Regions from separate parts of the Mus musculus genome. Here regions 1 and 2 are each linked to region 3. The links are chromatin contacts, called in public ChIA-PET and HiChIP or PLAC-seq maps. All regions are on one chromosome and are shown on one strand. The core of a region is the stretch at or near the end of the contact, and the rest is flanking DNA. Distances in the headings are between cores, read along the strand shown.

Evidence for each region. ChIA-PET counts read pairs in DNA pulled down with a chosen protein or histone mark. HiChIP or PLAC-seq counts read pairs in DNA pulled down with a chosen protein or histone mark.
Region 1: an RNA polymerase II ChIA-PET map of memory CD8 T cells shows a contact between it and region 3, with 6 read pairs. The contact joins the promoter of Spata32 here to the promoter of Kif18b in region 3. A contact is called at or near these places in 2 of 115 datasets of contacts at active chromatin or transcription factors (memory CD8 T cells and pancreatic cancer cells).
Region 2: a contact with region 3 is called in an HNF4G HiChIP or PLAC-seq map of pancreatic cancer cells. The contact joins the promoter of Arhgap27os3 here to the promoter of Kif18b in region 3. A contact is called at or near these places in 3 of 39 promoter capture datasets (cranial neural crest, frontonasal cranial neural crest and pre-B cells) and 2 of 115 datasets of contacts at active chromatin or transcription factors (memory CD8 T cells and pancreatic cancer cells).

Annotation. Positions count from the first base shown.
Region 1 is chr11:103,216,264-103,220,354 of GRCm38.p6, forward strand. It overlaps Spata32 (spermatogenesis associated 32), which reads right to left and starts at 2,169. Exons shown (of 5, transcript NM_177801.3): 1 at 2,079-2,169. The coding sequence starts at 2,091. Gm51920 (a long non-coding RNA gene) reads left to right here. Exons shown (of 3, transcript XR_003949777.1): 3 at 1-925. Gm34823 (a long non-coding RNA gene) reads left to right here and starts at 2,347. Exons shown (of 4, transcript XR_389061.4): 1 at 2,347-2,406; 2 at 2,990-3,151. Map3k14 (mitogen-activated protein kinase kinase kinase 14) reads right to left here. Exons shown (of 16, transcript NM_016896.3): 16 at 3,501-4,091.
Region 2 is chr11:103,342,729-103,347,023 of GRCm38.p6, forward strand. Arhgap27os3 (Rho GTPase activating protein 27, opposite strand 3) reads left to right here and starts at 2,025. Exons shown (of 4, transcript NR_045346.1): 1 at 2,025-2,191; 2 at 2,688-2,735; 3 at 4,127-4,295. All of the region lies in intron 3 of Arhgap27 (Rho GTPase activating protein 27), which reads right to left.
Region 3 is chr11:102,923,338-102,927,172 of GRCm38.p6, forward strand. It overlaps Kif18b (kinesin family member 18B), which reads right to left and starts at 1,787. Exons shown (of 16, transcript NM_197959.2): 1 at 1,646-1,787.

The DNA of each region.
Region 1 (4,091 bases), core at 919-3,418, 290 kb after region 3:
GAAACAAACAGAGAAAACCAAGATGCTATAAATAATTACAGAAGGTCGCTTTTTGGCAAAGAAAGAAAGAGTATTCTTTCTAGAAAATAAGAAAGAGCAATTTCAGAAAACAGACCCCAAGTATCAGCTATAGTGCTATTCTAGAATACATTGGCATGTGTCTGCACAGGCATGTGGAGGCTAGAGGACACCCTTGCATGTCCTTCTGCAGGAGCCTTCCACAGTGTCCTTTGAGGCAGGGTCTCTCACTGGTTAATCAGGCCAGCCAGGGGTCTCGGGGACCCTCCTGTCTGCCCTCTTAGCACTGAGATGCTAGGCGCCGCTGCCATACCATACACGAATTCTGGGGGTTGAGCTCTGGTTCGCATGCTTGTGAGATACTGACAACCATCCTCTCAACCCAGTAGATGTGACTGTGTAATCTAGAAGGGAGATCTAGAAAGAAAAAAAGTAAAACATTCCACTGAGAAGAAGGTTCTCAGGGCCTTGGAAAGGCTCCTGGAGCGCTGGAGAGATGCTGCTGGTGTGGACACAGTTCACACCAGGAACAGCTGAGTCACAAACACGTGTTTTCATTTTTGCACACGCGTGTGTGTGCATGTGAGTGCTGGGCGTCTGGAAGCTGGAGGTTGACTCTGGGAGTCATCCTTGCCTCTAACTTCCTCCTCCTTCCCAGAGGCAAGGTCTCTCTGTGAAATCCAGAGCTCCCAGACAGGATTCTTCCTTGCTCTGGGGCTCTGTCTCCACATTCAGAGACTGGGGTTACAAGCCCGCCCGTCTCACCCAGTTGGCCTTTCTGTGGGTTCTGCGATCAGAACTCTGGTCCTCACACTTACACGGAAAGTGTTTTTAACTTGCCACCTGCCTGACCCACAAATACTTCTTTAAAAAAAAACAGTTAAGAGTACATTGTTGCTGTCTTCAGACACACCAGAAGAGATCACTGGGTCCCATCACACATGGTTAGGAGCCACCATGTGGGTGCTGGGAATTCAATTGAGGAATAGTCAGTGCTCTTAACCACTGAGCCACCTCTCCAGACCCCACAGATACTTTAAAAAGAGAAACCCCAGTAACTTGTAAGAGGGAGAAACTCACAATGGTTGGCTTTAACATTTTGATTAGTTTTTAACCTAGAATTTGTTTGTTTGTTTGTTTTTTACCTTTTTTCAAGACAGGATTTCTTTGTGTAGCTCTGGCTGTCCTGGAATTCGCCCTATAGTTCAGGCTGGCCTCGAACTTAAAGAGATTCCCCTGCCTCTGCCTCTTTAGTGCTTGGGATTTTGTTTTTGTTTTGTTTTGAGAAAAGGCCTGCGTCTGCTCTGAGGTATGCCTGGATAGAGGGACCCTTGATTTTTTTTTTAATCAGCAAATAAACTCGTCAATACTCTTGAATCAGGGATATTTATTGCTTTGATAAGGTTGAAAAGGAAATGCTGACTTTCAGCTATTAGCCACTGTATTTAAGGGCTAAGGGCAGAGATGGACGAGAGTTGTCTCTGCACCATAGTGCTCTCGACCTTGTTACCAAACGTTTTTCTTGGAAGGGACCTTAAATCTCATGACCGTTAAAACACTACGCGCACCGCACCGCACCGCACTGCACCGCACCGCGCGCACTCTTGGCTTCCCACTGTGATGACGCAAGGCCTTACCGCTCTTCCGGAAGCCCCAAGCCCGCCCATCTGAGCACGTTTCTGGCTGACTCCCGCCTCCTCCCCCCCTCCAGCGTGTTATGGGTTTACTAGCTTTGGCTATCTGATCCTTAGCAGTGTCTCACGCAGATGGATTCGGCGACCACCTTTGCAAAGACATTAAATCCCAAACCCACCACTCTGCCAAACGTGCACGCGTGCACCCGCGAATGCAATCCCATTGGAAAGTTCATTAAGACCCCGCACTCATGCAGCCCCAGCTTTTGCACAGCGAGGAATGCTGCAGTAATCAAAGGCACCCAAAGGGCTTGGCTGGGGTTAGCTTTCCTTTCCTCTCCCCAGGCCAACACCAGTTAGCTTTCCCTTTCTCCGCCTCCGCCCCGCCATTCTGGCGCCTCCCACCACTCGGCCGCCTGCTCGCACCTGTCACCCCCATGCTGCCGGAGGCTCTGTCAGGGAGGCGGGGAGCGGGCTGGTGGCTGCTGCCCCTCCGCCTCCAGTGCGCTCTTTGGCTAGCCCGGTGGAGGGGGGGCTGAAGATGATGGGGGCGCTGGCGCCTGTGATGCTGCGGCTTCTGTGACGTTCAGGCCAGGGGATATGGCATGTAGGAAACTTGAAGGTTCATGCCAATGATGTGGGTGGGAACAAGAAAGGATCTTTTGAGTCTTGGAGGTTGAGCAGACAGCTTCCCCCGCCACCCCCCCCCCCCGGACCAAGACTTGGGGCAGCTGGCCACGCCACAGTAGGCCAGGTATGTGGACAGCGGTCTTGGGTAAGGACGGGGTAGGTGGGGGCTTAGAACCTTATCTGGACAACAAAGCTGCTCCATTTTTGCGGGGAGTCTAGGATTCCTCTAAGGATGGTTGAATCTCAGTCCAAGCTGTGCATGTGTGCAGTACACACACCTGTGCATAGCTTTCCAGGGTGACCTTACAGTTTTTTTACAATTACATTTATTGTGTGTGAAAACTTTCACACCACATCCAGTGTGTGGTGGTCAGAGGACAACTTTTGGGAACAGTCACCTTCCACAGTGACTGTTCCTTTCCTGGGACTAAATTCAGGTTGTCTAGTATTAGATTCCATTGCAGCAGGCTTTAATCACAACCCCCCCCCCCCCAAAAGCTGGACACGGTAGCATAAATTCTTATTTAATTCTGGCAGTGGGGAGGCAGAAGTGGGAGGATTTCTGTGAGTTTGAGGCCAGTCTGGTTGTTCTACGTAGTGAGTTCTAGACAGTCAAGGCTACATCCCATCTCCCACCGCCCAAGTAGTTTTTTCCTTCTGAGACAAAGTCCCATGTAGCCTAGGCTGGCTTCAAATTCTTCTTGTAGCCCAAGGCTGGATTACAGGTGTGTACCATCATAGTCAGCTCATTCTAGGGGCTAGAGGCATATCAGTGCTCTTGTGTCCTCTGCCACCCTATGCTCCGTGATCAAGAAACTCCTGCTGGGCAAGTCATCACCTCACCACGCAGACGCTCAAAGTAATACCAGGTAAGACCTCTTGCCGATGGGCCTCAGGACAGGTGCAGGCAGGTGAGTGGGTCATGCAAGCCCCTCCCCTTCTGGTGCCACTGGGCTGCCTGGCCTCTTGGCCTCCTCCTTTCAGCCCAAGACTTTGGCCAGGGATATCCCTGCTGCTACAGGAGATGGGCATACCAGAGTGGAGGGATTGAGTTGGATATGACAGGTAGCAGGACAAGCAGCTCTCTGGACAGGCTGATGCCAGTCCTCGCTCCAACCACGGAGGCTTGAAGGAATCCACTCCAGCAGCTGTCAGGGTTGTGGAGTACTGCAAGCAGGCAGGCAAAAGAGGCGACATCACAGCCTACAAACACCCATCGTCATTCCAAATTTTATTGCTTATAGAACTCAATACACCCCAGATGCAGCACCGTGGCTGCCGTTCATGTGCTGGGGCCAGGAGCAGCCTAGATCCTTGCAAAGAGCTGGACAGAGCTATCCTGGCTGGTTGAGGTGGGGGGATGAGTTTCCCTAGAGAAGTCTCTGTGCCCCTCCCAACAAATGATTCACAGTGAACTTAATGCTACAATGAGTCCTAAGCAGCTGTTTCCAAGTCCCACCAGGAGAAGTCCCAGCTAGGGCAGTGGGGGCGACGATGCTCATCTTAAGTCTGAAAGAAGCTTGAGGGGGGGTCAAGCCTGTGTGGATGATGGGTCAAGACAGTCCCTTCTTCCCCATCCCCTGGCCTGCCCCTGCTCATGCAGAGCCAATGCTCTGCTGGAAGGCAGCCAGGAAAGTGCTTTGAGGTCACCTGAGTGCAAAGTGCTGCTGCTGGCAATGCCTTGCCACACCATGCTGGATGCTGACAGTGTGCCCCCAGAGGGTGGCAAGCCCTGTTTCTGTGGCTTTCTTGAGTTTATCATTTGCAGACCGTTCCTGTCAGGTGGGTCTCACGTGTCATCCTTCATTG
Region 2 (4,295 bases), core at 775-3,274, 420 kb after region 3:
TCCAGTGGCATGCTGCCTTGGAGGCTGGGTGGCTGACCACCTACCTTACTTGGCTACCTTCCTTCCTTCCTTCCTTCCTTCCTTCCTTCCTTTCTTTCTTTCTTTCTTTCTTTCTTTCTTTCTTTCTTTCCTTCTGTGTATATGTAGTGTGTATATGTATGTATATGTTTGTATGCGTGCACACATCTATGCGTATGGCCTGATGCTGACACTGCTTTCTTCCTCCACTTAACTCCACATAAATGCCACCTTACATATTGAGGCGGGGTCTCTCCCTTGAAGCCAGAGCTCATTGACTTGGCTAGTCCAGCTAGCCACCTTGCTCTAGAGATCCCATCTCTGCTTCCCCAGCACTGGGATCACAGGCAGACTTCCATGCCCACCTACCTGGCTTTTACATGGGTATCAGGGATACAAACTCTGGGCGTCATGGTTACACAGTGAGCGCTCTACCCACTGGGCCATCTCCCTAGTCCCTACTGGGCATGCATCTCTTTGTGAGTAGGACATAGGATGGTGTGCCCAGTGCCACGGGGGCCCCCTTCAGGTGAAGCAATGTCCTGAAGCCCATATCAGATCTTCTCAGACACGGCTTTATAGGCAAGTCAATTCTGTGGCAAATGCCAGAAATAAGCACATTCACACAGAACAGAATGTGAGAAAGGGATAGCTGGGATGCGGCTTTGAGCCACAGCGCTCAGGAGATTTCAAGGGATAGGACAGAAACCATAATGACAGGGGACAGAGAGGACAGATGCGCTTCCTGCGTCACAGTTGGACACACCAGGGCTGTGGCCTTGCCTATTCCAGGCCTGGGGTTGGAAGGGTCCATGGGTGATAGGGCGATGACGACGTGGTACTGGGCTCTTTGGAGCAGGGATTTATGCTTGACAGGCTATGGGAGCTAACAGGGGTCTCGAACATAGGACACACCAGCAGGTATGGGGGATACTGAAGAGAGAGAGGGGGGGAGGGAGGTTTAGGTCCCTGGAGTGACAGGGCTACCCCAAGAAGAGACAATGCAGAATCATAAGGTGGGAGCAGGAGGAAGACAGGCTTGCCCCAGAGACACCAAATGCTTGGGATGAAAGAGAGGGACCCTCAAAGAGGCAAACAGGCAGACCCCCATTCCTTGAGGTGGTCTGCAAGCTGCAGCCATGATGATCCTTCAAACTCCAGAGCTCTCTGTGAGCTCCCCACACCCCCAGCCTGGGTGGCAGGCTAAGGCAGCTCTCCTCTGTTAGCATGGTTGGTTCTGCTGGGTTCTCACTGCTGCTGAGGCTGCAGAGGCTCTTTCACTGTGCTCTCAGGGGAACATGGCAGGCCCCCACTCTGGAGACCTGCATGCAGCCATAGCCTAAAAATAGTATCAAGGGCTCCTAAGTTGTAACCTCTGGGTACAGGAGTGGGGAAGAGGAAGAGGCCTTGCCACCTCAGGTCAGAGAACTGAGCCAAGAAATTCCCCTTCACTTCTTTATGGTCCTGGGCCCCTTGTCTTCAATTCCCTTCCCTTGCCCACAGTGGTAGAAGCCCCGTCTCTCTTGCCCCATCCACGCTGTGGATCTCAGAACTCTCTGTCTGTCCTTCTAAGGACAGACGGGAAAGTTAGACAGAAAAGGCCTCCGAGAAGAATGTCTTGACACCCCCCCTCTTCCCCAACATGCCCTGTTCTGAGCTTTATAATCAGTTCCTAAAAGAGTGCGGCATAGACCCACTGCGGCTCCAAACCCAGAAGGCCGCCCCTTCAGAGGCTCAGCCTTTCCCGAGTTCTGCTAACTTACCTGTGCCCGCAGGGCCCGGCTCTGCCTTCTGACCAGTTTTGAAATCATATCCACCATCCCGGCCCTGTCTGAGTTGCTGGGATGCAGCCTGGGAAAGCTTAGGGGGGTGGAGCCGGGGACCACAACTCTGAGGTGGCACAGGGCAAGTGGGAAACAAGAAGCTGCCTCGGAGATGGCGGGAGGCTGAGACTGCGGCTGGTTTCCTGTCAGGGCTGCGGAAGTGCCTGAGACAGAGTTGCCTGATGGGTGTGGGGTGGCTCAGGTTGGGGTGTTTTCATGTTTCCTGGACTCCACTGGCTGTTCCCCCCGACCACCCTGCCCCTGTGCTCAGTGCTCCAGTGACACATTGGATTGATCTGCATTCCATCCCCAGACACAGCTTGGATCAGCCTCTACCAAATCGTTCACGTGTAAGTCATGGGTGTCGTGGAAGATGAGGCTCAGATGGGGACAGGTGGAAAGAAACTCTGAGGAGAGGGCTTCAACCCCGGGCTAGCCTGGTGTACTGAGGCTCAGACACAAGACTGTGAGTGGCTGTGGACTTGCCGCAGGTCCAGGAGGGTGTGAAGGGAAAGAGGAAGGCTGTGGAGAGAGACGTTTCAGATGAGGAAGGGGTTTGGACACATGCGGTATGGGGAAGCTGGTGTCTAGACTCTGCCAGCCAAGAGAACAGAAGGGACAGCGACCACACCACTGTCTTCCCACTCGACCACCTGGCTCTGTCTCCTCCAGACTTGGTTACCAAGGCACATTGGCCCTCTTCCTCCTGGGTGGCCACATACATCCAACCCCATAGACGTCTCTACATCCAAGTGCCTAATCCGCTCACCTCCACTGAGGGAAAGGAGGTAGGACAGCAACCCGCTCCTTTCTTCTGATCTCTCCTCCCTTCATCCCCTCACTAAGGTGCACACTCCAATCCCAGCCACACACAGCAGACCCAGCGTGCCCTGGGTGAGTAGCTATAGCTGTGTCTCCAAGTCTCTGGGGACCATCTTGTCTGTCCTGTCCCTCCCCAAGGTGCCTCCTTCCTGGGCCCTGCTTCTGAGTCTCCAGTTTGTTTCCAGTGTAGACTCTGACCCCTGCCTGCTCTCCCATTGCAGAAACCCCAGAGAGACAGGGCAGGATTGAAACACTCGGTGAGAACGCAGGAGGGCTGAGGCGCTGTGGCCCTCTGCCCTTTCGGCACCCATATCTGAGCTCTATCAGCAACCCAGTCCCCAGGGTACATGGTCCCCAGTTGGTGGCTCCCGGGAAGCCAGTACTACTCTGGGTGCACAGGCTAGCTCTCAGGCTATCTCGACTTCTCTCCTAACAAGCTGAGGTGATGACCACAGCTGGTGCCCACAAGCACACCATGTTGAGAACAGGAGGGGGCAGAGCCACCTGCACAGACCAATCACCCCATCTGTCTCACAGACCAGTTGTCAATCACCCCCTTTCCCTCTCCAGGCCTCATCTTCAAAACCTTCCAAGGAAGGGGAGGGGAAGGGGACAGTGCAAGGGGAAAATCCTGCCCCCTGGATTGAGAGGCACAGTAAAGGCCCCCAAAACATACTGCACAGAACAGCCTGTGCCTGTAATTCCAGCACTCAGGAGACTGAGGCAGGGCTGTAAATTGGAAGGTAGCCTGGAATTTGTTCATTGTAGCTTCTTGGCTATTTAGTGAGAATCTCTCTCTAAAGAAAAGCAAAAGAGAAAGAGAGGTGGGAGAGGGGAGAGAGGGAGGGAGGGAGAGAGAGAGAGAGAGAGAGAGAGAGAGAGAGAGAGAGCACACAAATCAAATACTCAGCCAGGAACAGGCCTCCATTCACTTTCTAAGCCTGCCCACTCTTTGCTACCCAGACTGGGTGGAGAGACAGCAGGAAGGACTGTGCTTTTTATCTCAATCTTGTCACACAATGGGTCCCTCCCCTACTACACCTTCTGTAGGCCAGTGACTGAGTAACCCTCCGTGTCCACCCAGGCCACGGAGAGAGCTACACGCTCACGGCTGTACGAGAGCACAGCCCTGGGCAGAGCACTTCACTACTATCTGGAGTGACTGTGTGGTCCCAGGCAGGTGCTCACCTCAACAGAATCCCGAACACGATAGGTTTGGGGCTGAATTATCTTGATAAACACAGAATGACTATATCCAGAGGTGTGGGGGTCTGGGTAGGCTCTGTTTCAGCGAGCACTGGCTGGAATTTTTGGGCCCTAGTTTCTTTGGCTGTATAGCATGGGGCTGTCCTCTTCCCCACCCCCAGGGCTGGTTTCTGTGAAAGTACAGCTGGCCTCTGGGTTCCCACACCCACGGGGCCCTGGGGAGAAAGCTGGGTGTGTTTCTGCTTTTCTGATTCTAGGTTTCCAATTGGGCACCCTAAGCACCGGACTCTGCCCCAGCCTCTGGATGACCTCATGGAGCTGCCTGCTGGGCCTCCTCCTCCTGGGTGGGCGAGCTGGGTGTGGCTCCTTCCTGGCACACACTAGGGGTGCTGGCAGAGGGCCCCGCAGAGCCCATCAAGGAACTTC
Region 3 (3,835 bases), core at 537-3,036:
ATTTTAATCGCGTTCAAAATAAAATCTAGACTCTTAAGATGGAAAGAAAAGGTTTGCTTTTCTAATTGACTGTAAATATCTGGGAATTGAGTGTTTGTTTGTTTGTTTTCATTTGTGTGAAGGTAAATTTTAAGCTAATTTAATCACCTCATTGACCTCACACCAACTAAAAATTTCTATAGCTTCTATTTTGGGAGGACCGTGGTGAGGGTGCTGAGAACTAAACTCAGGCCTCAGTGCATACCAGGGAAGCATTTGCCACTAGCTCACACCCCTAACCCCATGCCAGCTCTCTTTTAACTATAATTATGATCTATTTAACTGACTTCAGTGTATTTTTGTTTTAAATTCCCAAGTGTGAATTCAATTTTTCATTTGTATTTGTGTGTGTGTGTGTGTGTGTGTGTGTGTGTGTGTGGTGTTTTGAAAGAGTCTCAATACAACTGGCCTTAAACTCAGAGACTCTTCTCCTCTGCCTCTCTCTCAGGGGCTGGGATTATTTTACTATGCCTAGTTTGTATTTATAACTTAACTGTTTGTGGAGAGAGAATATAGTTTATACAATATTATGATAATTTCAGTTGCTGTGTCACTAGATAAGAGAAAAGCTTTGCAAATGTCTCTAATAATATGATGCTTCTATACTTTTTTTTAAAAAAAAGGTATTAGGGCTAGGTTTGATCTCTAGACCATGAGAGAAAAAAAGGTACAAATGGAGCGAAATTAGATAAAAACAAAGTAATGGAGAATGAGATGCCTTAAAATCCTGACTGGCAGAGGGCATGGTTCCATAATGAAATAGGCATGGAAGAAATAGGATAGGGACATTGAAGGAAGCGCTGTTAACAACAAAAAGCTCATCCACAAAAGTAAAATTATATATGTCCTCCCAAGTCAAGCTTAACTACACTCTGTGCCTCCGTTTCTCAACATGCAAATTGTAATATTTTTTAATTATCTGTCTCACCAGGTTTGTGTTAAGCTTGAATGGCATTCGGTTTTTAAGTGCCCAACAAATATTAGACACCGCTGGTAAAGTTATATGATACATCATTTCCCTATGATGCACTGAACCACCAAAACCAACACAAACCAGTATTTTAAGTTCTTTGGCACAAAACAGGCTCTACCTTGTACTTGTCACAGTAGCTCAAATGTCCAAGGCTAAAAGACTCGATCATCCTGGTACTAATAGAGGCCTGGTTTTCTTTCATGCTCGCCAGTGTTTAGGAGTGTCCCAGTAACCAAGCTGCCTCCCTCGGTACACACACAGCCGCGTAATCAGCTCTGACAAGAGGAGCGGAGTGGTTCTCCCATTCTCTCCTGCCGGGCGTCCCAGATCTCCAATTCTGACCTGTAGAAAGACCCAATTCCACCTCCCACACGAGGAGGGGTAGCTGCTACGGAGCCGGGTGCACCTTTCAAAGGACCGGGTATACATGAGAGGACTTAATATGGGCCCCGGACCGTGGGACGCAGAGATCACGATCGGCTGCATTCTCGGTGTAAAGGAAGTGCCCTCCTACTCGTCCCTGACCTGCCCAAACAAGTGCTGATTCGGGTTCCAGACAACTGCAGCGAGCCCGCGCAAACGACAGCTCTGCACCGAGCCCGCGGGGCCGCCCCACCGTCGACCAAAGCCTACCTCTCGTCGGTTCCCGGTGCTGGTGTCGGGGGTCGCTTACGCGTCCCTCCGCCTCGGACAGGAGCCCTCGGATTCAGGAGAGAGCTCCCCCACACCCGATTCCACCGAACCAACCTTCTTCCGGCGCGGCGCGTTCAAACTAGCCGGTCCGCTCATCCGCGCTTCTCATTGGTCACCGCCCGGCTCGCTGATTGGCTGTTTCCTAAGTAACAAAGACAGCCGGGGGTGCGCTTGCGCACTAGTTCTCTTGCGCGCCTTGGGTTTCTTTGGCCAAATCAAACCGGACGGAGCGGAATTGCCACCAGAATCGAGTCTCTAGCAGTGTAACCAGGGGGCCTGCCCCGTCTCTGTGGTCTGTGGGCTGAGTTCAGCAGCGGTTACAGCGACCACACATTCGACAGAATTTAAAACCTGCTTTTGTGGCTTAAATAGGCACCCTCCAATTCAGAGTGGCTCGTGCCTTTAATCCCATCACGCAGAAGGCAAAGGCTGGCGGATCTATTTGAGTTCGAAACCAGCCACCCTCCAGGTAGAGCGTTCCAGGCCAGCCTGAGCTACATGAGAACTTTACTCGATCTCTCTCTCAAGTAAACTGTCCTCATGGTGGCGTTGTGAGCAAGTCTGGGGCATGTAAAGGTTACTGTAGGGTTTCTTTCACCACAACTGTGAACAAGCTAGTAGAGTCATTTAATACTGGATAACTTGACTCAAATTATTTATTCACCACACTTAGTTTAGTGAGGACAAAAACAACAAAATTACATGAAGTTAGGGTTAGTACAAAGATACAAGAACACTGAATACTCTTGCCTTCTCCGTCTCCAAAAGGAACAGTTGTTTAATGATAGCTTCCTGGTAAAGAAGTTCCCTCCTCGCTTACTGTAAATCTGGTTTTTTTGTTTTTGTTTTTGTTTTGTTTTGTTTTTTTGCGCCCTAAACGTCCCCACACACACACACACCCCAAGCTGAGAACCAAACCCAAGGCCTTTTCTTTTGAGTGAGTGAAGTTTGCTTGGTCTTTCATTTTATTTATTTATTTTTTAATGTATATGAGTACACTGTTGCTCTCTTCAGACACACCATAAGAGAGCATTACAGATGGTCGTGAGCTACTATGTGGTTGCTGGGAATTGAACTCAGGACCTCTGGAAGAGCAGTCAGTGCTCTTAACCGCTGAGCCATCTCTCTAGCCCCCAAGGCCTTTTCTTTACCACTGAGCTAAATCCCCATAAGTAAAAATTAAAAAAAAAAAAAAAAACGTAATGTGAATAACGCACCTTGTAGATGTTCAATAAAATGGCACTAGGTGTTCTCAGATTCATTCAACGATTGTTATGACAGGTTCAGAGGTTACAGTGATATGTGATATACAGAGCTCCCAGTCTATAGGAAAAACTTAGATATTTATCACAGGTGGGGATTGTGATACATGCCAAGGCAGGAGAGGGAAAATGTTACAAGTTCAAAGCCAGCTTCATGTACATGGTAAATACTAGATCAGCCTGAACTATAGGGAGTTCCTGAAAAGGGACAGAGGTGGGGGAGAAGAGAATTAATAACTAATAATAACATAAGATGATACAGGGTATAGTTAAAACATGCTGGGTATAGTGAGTTGAATATATTTGGTCCAGGGAGTGGCACTATTTGAAGGTGTGGCCTTGGAGTAAATGTGTCACTGTGGGCCTGGGTTTAAGACCCATGTCCTAGCTTCCTGGAAGTCAGTATTCTCCTAGCCACCTTCAGATGAAAAGGTAGAACTCTCAGCTCCTCCTGAGGCGTGCCTGCCTAGATGCTGTCATGCTCCCACCTTGAGGATAATGGACTGAACCTCTGAACCTGTAAGCCAGCCCCAAGTAAATATTGTCCTTATAAGAGTTGCCTTGGAGCCGGGCGTGGCGGCACATGCCTTTAATCCCAGCACTTGGGAGGCAGAGGCGGATTCCTGAGTTCGAGGCCAGCCTGGTCTACAGAGTGAGTTCCAGGACAGCCAGAGAAACCCTGTCTCGAAAAACCACAAAAAAAGGGGGGTTGGTGAGATGGCTCAGAGGTTAAGAGCACCGACTGCTCTTCTGAAGGTCCTGAGTTCAAATCTCAGCAACCACATGGTGGCTCACAACCATCTGTTATGAAATCTGATGCCCTCTTCTGGAGTGTCTGAAGACAGCTACAGTGTACTCACATATAATA